2 separate regions of the Anser cygnoides genome follow, and region 2 is linked to region 1. The links are chromatin contacts, called in public Hi-C maps. All regions are on one chromosome and are shown on one strand. The core of a region is the stretch at or near the end of the contact, and the rest is flanking DNA. Distances in the headings are between cores, read along the strand shown. Region 1 holds the start of TSC22D3 (TSC22 domain family member 3). Region 2 holds the start of SLC25A43 (solute carrier family 25 member 43).

Evidence for each region. A called contact is a pair of places that touch in the nucleus more often than the background predicts.
Region 2: a contact with region 1 is called in a Hi-C map of liver, with 2.1 times the contacts expected there. The contact joins the promoter of SLC25A43 here to the promoter of TSC22D3 in region 1. A contact is called at or near these places in 2 of 7 Hi-C or Micro-C datasets (both in liver).

Annotation. Positions count from the first base shown.
Region 1 is chr13:6,630,265-6,634,001 of Taihu_goose_T2T_genome, reverse strand. TSC22D3 (TSC22 domain family member 3) reads left to right here and starts at 1,966. Exons shown (of 3, transcript XM_013201880.3): 1 at 1,966-2,443. The coding sequence starts at 2,121.
Region 2 is chr13:7,254,259-7,257,995 of Taihu_goose_T2T_genome, reverse strand. SLC25A43 (solute carrier family 25 member 43) reads left to right here and starts at 1,709. Exons shown (of 5, transcript XM_048079219.2): 1 at 1,709-2,075. The coding sequence starts at 1,804.

The sequences.
Region 1 (3,737 bases), core at 717-3,216:
CTGCGGGTCTCCCCCGGCCCCGGAGCCCTGCCGCCGGGCGATGCCCTTCTCCCGGCGCCCACGGGATGGCAGCAGCCGCCCGCGGCTCCTGCTGGGCACCCACGGCCACGCGTGGGGCTTCCCCGAGCCTTTTTTCGGAGCCGGCTTGCGGCCGGGGGCGTGGGGGGAAGAGAGCCGGGGCCTCCTCGGCCGCTCCCAGGGCTGCGTAGCCGCGGTAGCCGTCGCCTTGCGCCTTCCTCGGTTACGGATGGGCTGGGAAGTGCTTCATCCTCATGTGATGCGAGCGCGTCTTCCTCCTTCTTGCCAAATAGGGAACAGAAATGTTTATCCAACACTTCTGCCTTCCCTCCAGCGGCATCAGCAGCCCCGTTAGCATCCCGTGCTCTGCCGCCGGGACCGCCTCTGGCCTGCCGCTTCGGGTGGTTTTGCCCAGCCAACCGGATTTTGACCCGCGCTATCTTTCCTTATCGCTCCCGTGCACTTCAGACCCTCTGCTTCCTGCCCTCGATCGATCCCGTCGCAATGCCTACGTGCGGACATCCTCCCCCTGCCCCCCCTTCCCCTGCTGCCTGCTGCGGGCTCCTTGGCCCAAACCTTCTCCAGCAGCTCCTGGACCCCTCCCCAGACGCGTGCAGGGATGGTGACAGCAGCCAGCCCTGGGCGTGTGGTCCCCAGCCGAGACCTCAGTGTCCCCCTACCCCTCCCGGCATCCCAGGGCAGCCGTCCCCACGCCTCCGCCGGTCTTGTCCCGTGTCCCATCACTGTCAGGGCAGCGTGACGTGCCCCGGCCATTCTTGGCCAGCCTGCAGCTCGCTGTGGGAGATGCTCCCACCGGAGTGCCGCACTGCCAGGGAAGTCACTTCTCCTCCCTCTGCTGAAATTTCCTTTTCCCATTGCCTGTCCCCGGTGTCCCACAGGCAAATAAACCCTTCTGCCCACCTCCCTCGTGCACTGTCCTCCTGCGCCTCTTTCTGGCTCTGGGTCCGAGGGTTTCCAGCTGCAGCGGTGCTGCTGGGTCACTCCAGGCTTTTCTGCCACCCGAGGGCTTTTCTTCTCCGTTTTCTTCTCCAGAGCCACATGGGGCTTTGCCCGAAGCCTTGGGGGCTGATGGCCACACTCCACCCCAGGAGGCGCAGAGTGGGGGTGGCAGGGCCATGGGTGCCTGTGGGATAGTGTCCCAGGGGGCGACAGGGTGGTGGGTGCCCAGCAGGGCAGCGGGCACCTGGTGGGGCTGTGTCCTGAGGGTGGAGGGACAGTGGGTGCCCAGTGGGCAAGCAGGTGCCAGTGGATGCCAGTGGGGTGATGCCCCGTGGGGCACAGTGGCAGCGGGTCCCGATGTCATATCACGTCCCCAGTGAGTCAGCGGGTGCCAGCGGCGTGCTGTCCCATGGGGTGGAGTGGCACTGGGTCCTGGTGGCATTGTGAGTCCCCAGAGGGTCAGTGGGTGCCAGTGGGGTGGTGTCCCACAGGTTGGAGTGGCACGGGGGTGGCACTAGGTTCCTAGCGGCATCGTGGGTCCCCAGAGGGTCAGTGGGTGCCAGCGGGTGCCCCGCGGGGTGCAGTGGCAGCGGGTCCCAGTGCCACAGCGTGTCCCCGGCGGGTCAGTGGGTGCCAGCGGGGTGGTGCCCCACGGGGTGCGGTGGCACTGGGGTGGCACTGGGTCCCGGTGTCACAGCGTGTCCGCGGCGGGTCCGTGGGCGCAGCGGGTCGGTTCCCCGCGGGGCGCAGCGGCAGCGGGTCCCGGCGTCACCGCGTGCCCCCAGCGGCTGCCGGCGGGGCGCCCCCCCGGGGCGGGCTGGCAGCGGCCGCGGGCGGGGCGGTGCCGGGCTGGCAGCGGCGGGTGCCGGCGGGGCGGGCTCCCGCGGGGCGGCCCGGGGTGGGGCGGCGGCGGCGGCGGGGCGGGGAGCGGCGGCGGCCGGGCGCTCGGGGCCGCCGTTACCAATCAGCGCCGGGCGGAGCGGAGCGGAGCGGAGGGGAGCGGGGCCGGGGCCGGGGCCGGGGCCGGGCGGGCGGCTGGCTGTGCGCGGCGCTCGGTACCGGGCGCGTCCTGCCGCCGCTCGCCCTACCGCGGCCCCAGGAGCGGCCCGGTGGCGGCGGCGGCGGCGCGCAGGGGGCGCGGGATGTCCTCGTCGCCCGCGGAGGAGTGCCGGTCGCCCGTGGGGCTGGACTGCTGCAGCTGCTGCCTGGACTTGGCCAACCGGAGCGGGCCGGAGGAGGGGGCCGGGGGCGAGAACAACAACCCGGGCAGCCCCACCGTCAGCAGCTTCCGGCAGCTGCAGGAGCAGCTGGTCCGCAAGAACCTCAACACCGACAAGCTGAGCTCCATCATGCGCCAGGACTCGCTGGAGCCCGTCGTGCGGGACCCCTGCTACCTCTTCAACCAGGGCATCTGCAACAGGAACATCGACCAGACCCTGCTCTCCATCCTGCTGCTCTTCCACAGGTGGGTGCCGCCGGCGAGGGCGCGTGGGGTGGCAGGGCGCAGGTGTGTCCTGCGGCCGGTGGTGCCCTGCGCGTGGCCGGGCAGCGGTGGTGGCCCCCGGCTGCGTGCTTTGGTCCCCAGCCCCGTGGTCGTCTCCCTGGCTCCGTCATTCCCACGCAGACGCTGCCGGCAGGGCCGTGGGCAGCCGTCCTGCACAGGACAGGGGCAGCTGCCGCTCGGAAGCTGTGCCACCTCCGGAGCCACCTCTGGAGTTAGTGAGAAGATGTGGGGGGGGAGCCCAGGAACCCCGCTGCCATGTCCTGCTCCTTCAGCAGCTTCCCTCGCAGTAAACACAGCAGGGACAGGTTTGGCCTGGGTAGTGTTTCCCATCGCCCGAGCCATGGGGCTGGTGCCATCCCCGTGGGCTGGGACTTCACCCCCCCAAAGACTGGGCAAGGGGCACCCAGAGCTACTTTAGGCATCCCCCCAAAACGCTAGTAGCCGCGTGGGTCCAGCGCTGCACCCGTGGCACCTGCGTGGCCAGCTGGGCACACGCACTGCCTCACCCCACCCAGGGTCCCTGCTCCTCCCGAGCCACCCTCGGCTCCTCTGGCACTTGCATAACACGGGGCCCATGCTCAGGTGGGAAAGGAGGGGCTGGGCTGCCCGCCAAAGCACCCGGCTGCACGGCGAAGCAGCCTGGGCGGGAGGGAAATTGGGGCGAGAAGCAGAGATTTCCCTCGGCGGCATGATGCTGCAGCCAGCTGGCACCACGGGCAGGGGAGGGAGGCGAGACCATCCCCAGCGCACGCTGCGAGGGCTGGGGATCGGAGCCAAGCAGCCGGGTGCTCCCCCAGGGAAGGCAGCAGCAGTGCCCGTGGGCACGGTCTGCCCGCTTTTGGGCTGGTCCCTGCTGGGGCAGGACCCTGGTGAGCACCGGTTTGCTCTGCCGAGGTGGAGAGCGAGCGCAGGTGCTGGGGGAGCAGGGTTCCTCCCCGCTGGTGCACATTGGTGCCCCACGCTGCCCGACCCCGTCCCCAGTGCCCTGCCGATGCCATGTCCCGGGGGCTGCGCTCGGTGCCGTTCGCAGGCAGTTGTGTGCCCACACCTCCGTTCGCTGCTGTTTTGCTCCAGCCTGAACTTTCTCCTCCTGGGGAATGCGCCAAGATACCCAAGAGGTGATAGCACACGGAGCGGGGGATTGTGGGTGCCGGAGGAACACCCCGATAACATGCCCGATAAGGGCACCCTCACTGCTGGCACCAGGGAACCCGAGCAGGTTGGTGGCCCTTGTCGTGGCTGATGTGCTCCTGCG
Region 2 (3,737 bases), core at 460-2,959, 620 kb before region 1:
TGACAGCCTTGTTCATTCTCTCTCTCTGATCTAGAAGCTTCCTGTGAGACTTTAAGCGTGTTCTTTTTAAGTACTGAGTGCCCAAGGAAGATGGTTTAAAAATAGAATGTAACTTAATTTTGGAAAGGACAGCAAGCTTCAACACTACCTTTACAAAAAAAAAAAAAAAAGAAAATCAGGGTTTGACAGATTTTAGTGTGGTACCTGATTCTGATCTTAGCCACAACTGCATCATCCTGAAGCAACTTGTTGATAACAACCAAGCTATTTGTAAAGTTCAAAAAAAAACAAACAAAAACCTTGATGTTTTCACTGCAAGAATGTCTGAGGCAAATTTCAGTGATCGCGTGATTGATTAAAATGTGTCTAGTAATTCAGAATGATGTCATTGTGGGAGAGATTAAGGAATTAACTCACAGGTACTTTAAACACCTTGTACTTTATCCTTTATTAACTATGACTATGCAAGACAAGGTCTGAAGAAATACACAGCAATCTTCTTGTAAATAAAAGCTATTTTCAGAATAGCTTTTAAAGGACTTGATTGCAGAAAATGTATGCTCAATTAAATTCAGTCTCCAAGTATAATAGAAGTGTATTTTTATGTGAATAGCAAAAGAGACAAAAGAAAATCAGTTCCCTCTGAGGATTCACTGTTGCACTGGTTGTTCTTGTAGTGACAGCTTTTGAGATACAGGAAACTAAGTAGGACATAAGCAATATAAACTTAATTGGTCTGGCAGAAATAGTGAAAAGAAGCGTTTACATTAAGCATGTTTAGTAATCTCAGATCCTACTGGTGACTTTCTTTTTAATGACCAGTTTTATTTTGGCAGGTCCGTTTACACGGGAGAAAAAATAACAGAAAAAATAACACCAAGGATCATCTTCTCCACGGATTAGATTGTTCTGTGAGAAGCTGAGGACATCTGCTGATTCATTTTACCAGCCAGAACAAGTATGTTAAGAAAAAAAATAAAAAAATTCTCAACCACAAATGAATAATGGAAATGGGAAGACTGAATGGCAAAAAAAAACGTGCACAGGAAGAGTCATAAGCTGAGGCTTGTCTTGTGCAGACTAGTAAGAGAGGCAAACCCCTGGAAGAGACATCACCCTTTTATGGTTAGGAGTCTCCTGTTCCTAAGCAATATTAATGTACAGCAAGTTTATACCTGTGCGTTCTTGTTTCAAAATGGTCCTTTAAAGAGTTGATTTTTATCCCTTCCCTAGCGATTAACCACTTTCTTCCCACCAGGAAACACAACACCCTAAATAGTTGGGATCCTGACAACTAGAGATGTATTTTAGCTCTTGTATTGATTGGGGGATAGTCTCTTGGACGAGAAGCAGAGCATTTTTGCCAAAAGGGGATGTCCTTACGCTGGTTGGATGCACAGTACAGGGTACCAAACACAGGCTCATGAAGGTTTCATTTTGGTTCACGACAAGAAGCAGAGCAGACGCGCTGCACAAATCACTGCTCTTGCCTCCTCACTCCATAAATCCCGCTGGCTGCCTGGATCTCCTTTCCACTCCCTTCTCCCTGCTCCCCAAGCCTTTTTCCTCCTTTTTCCCCTTTTCCCTAGCAGCACATCCCCAAAACCCGCCCTCGCTGACCTGGGGAACCCCAACTAACTCACGCACACCGCCGGCCGAGGGAGGCGCGGGGCTGCTCCGCCCGCCTTGGGCAGGGCAGAGCCGGGGCGGGGCGGATCCGCGGCGCCCCCCGGCGGCCCAGCCTGCCGGAGCCGAGCCCGGCCGTGCTGATCCGGGCCGGGCCGGGCCGGGCCGAGCCGGGCCATGGCCACCTGGCGGCGGGACGGCCGGCTGACCGCCGTGCAGCGGCTGGGCTGCGCCGGGCTGGCGGGCGCGCTGAGCCTCAGCCTGACGGCGCCGCTGGAGCTGCTGACGGTGCTGGCGCAGGTGGGCACCTGGCACTGCCGGCAGGGGCTGCGAGGAGCCGGGAGCAGCCTGTGCCGATCCGAGGGGCTGCGGGCCCTCTGGAAGGGGAACTTCACCGCCTGCCTGCGGCTCTTCCCCTACAGCGCCCTGCAGCTCGCCGCCTCCCGCCGGTAAGCGGGGCGGGGGGACAGGGGATGGGGAGCAGGGAGCTGCCTGCGGGGGGATACAGCTTGAAAGGCTCTGAGATGGTGTTTGGGGGTCGCCTGGCCCCTCTCTCTGTGGAAGCACCTCTCCAGGCTCGCAGCTTCGCTGTTTTATTTATTTAGTTGTAGCTGCTCTTAGGGCTGGGTGATAGGCTGGGAGCATATAAAGGCAGAGGTGTTCTCAGTGAGGAGTGGTTGATAGGCTGGTGACTTTCTTCCGCACGTTCACATTCCTCTAGAAATGCAGTTACAATGTTGCCTACAGGTGTGACTGCGATGTCTGATCTTTGAGACCTGTTTTATTCCCTTATAAGTTTTCAAGTATTTGTATCGTCTATATCAAAGAAAATAACTACATCATGACTCAAATCTTTTCCCTATTGTTATGCAGCTGCTATTATGCAAATCTGATCATTTTTGAAGTTGATGCATGGCATTATTTGCTTTAAAATCTCATTTTCAATAATACCCAGGTGTTAGATTACTGTAAACCAGGGAAGGACTGCAGCAAGGTCTGTACAGAGCAATACTGCCCCAGCTCTGCCAGCCTGGATTCCTAGGATTCCCTTTTGCTGCCAGTATCTTTTAAGCATTGAAGGGACAGCCCGAGCGTTTACCCGCACCAGCATGTTTTGCCAGTTTGAGGGTTGGGTTTCTTTTTCCCTTATGTTTTTTTTTTAAGGTCAGCTACGTGCAGGCTGTGCGCTTGACATTTCTGCCCAGCTGGGCGATGGGTTATTCCAGTTCGTGAGCTGTGCTGGGTGGGGAGAGGCATGGGCTCAGCGCGTGCGGGCCAATCAGGCCTGTTGTGGCTCTCACCCGGGCTGGCGCGCAGCCTGCTGAGGTTCGTCAGCTGTCTGGCTGAGAGAGAGTCATCTCCCCAGCTCTGCCTGCGCCTTTCAGGAAACGAGAGGTGAAGCGGGCTTGGCATCAGGCGGCTGTGTTGTGTCCTGCTTGTGATGAGCACAGCGGTCAGACAAGGGTAGGGACAACGGCAGAGTGAAGGCAGAAACAGTGATTTGAATGGAACTGAAAGTTTCCAGAAGAGTCAGCGTGTTGCAGCATATATACCAGTTGATTTTGAGCAAAATAACTGGATTGTTTGTTCAGCTTGGAACACAGTACGTTCCCTTTGCAAGGCTATAGTTTGCCTCCGGTTTGCGCAGGGCGTTCCTCTCGGTTCCAAGTGGAATTAGGCTACCAGGAAAACTAAACAAAAGCTGCTTAGGCTTATTCCTTGGTACATTATTTGGGGATTTTTTTTAAATGTATTTTCTGATGGGAGAATGCTACGTAAAGGCAAGAAAGACAACAAGAGAGAAATGCTGTGCAGTGACTTCAGAAAATAGTGCTGCCCATGGCAGGAAGAGGTGGGCTGATCAGCGGCAGCCCCGGGAGGGGCAGAGCAGAGGCAGCCAGGGCTGGCTGCTGAGCGGCTGGGAATGAGCTGACTCCACACTCCTCCTGTGGTTACAGCGCACAGACTCTGTCTTTCTCTTGCTGTGGCAGTTTTAAATGTTGTCTGGGTAGTGCTCAGAGCCACCCCCTCACACATGTGTGCACGCACAGGAAGATCAGGCTGTGTTACTTTAGGAACTGTACAGGTCTCATAAAGGAAAAAAAAAAGTT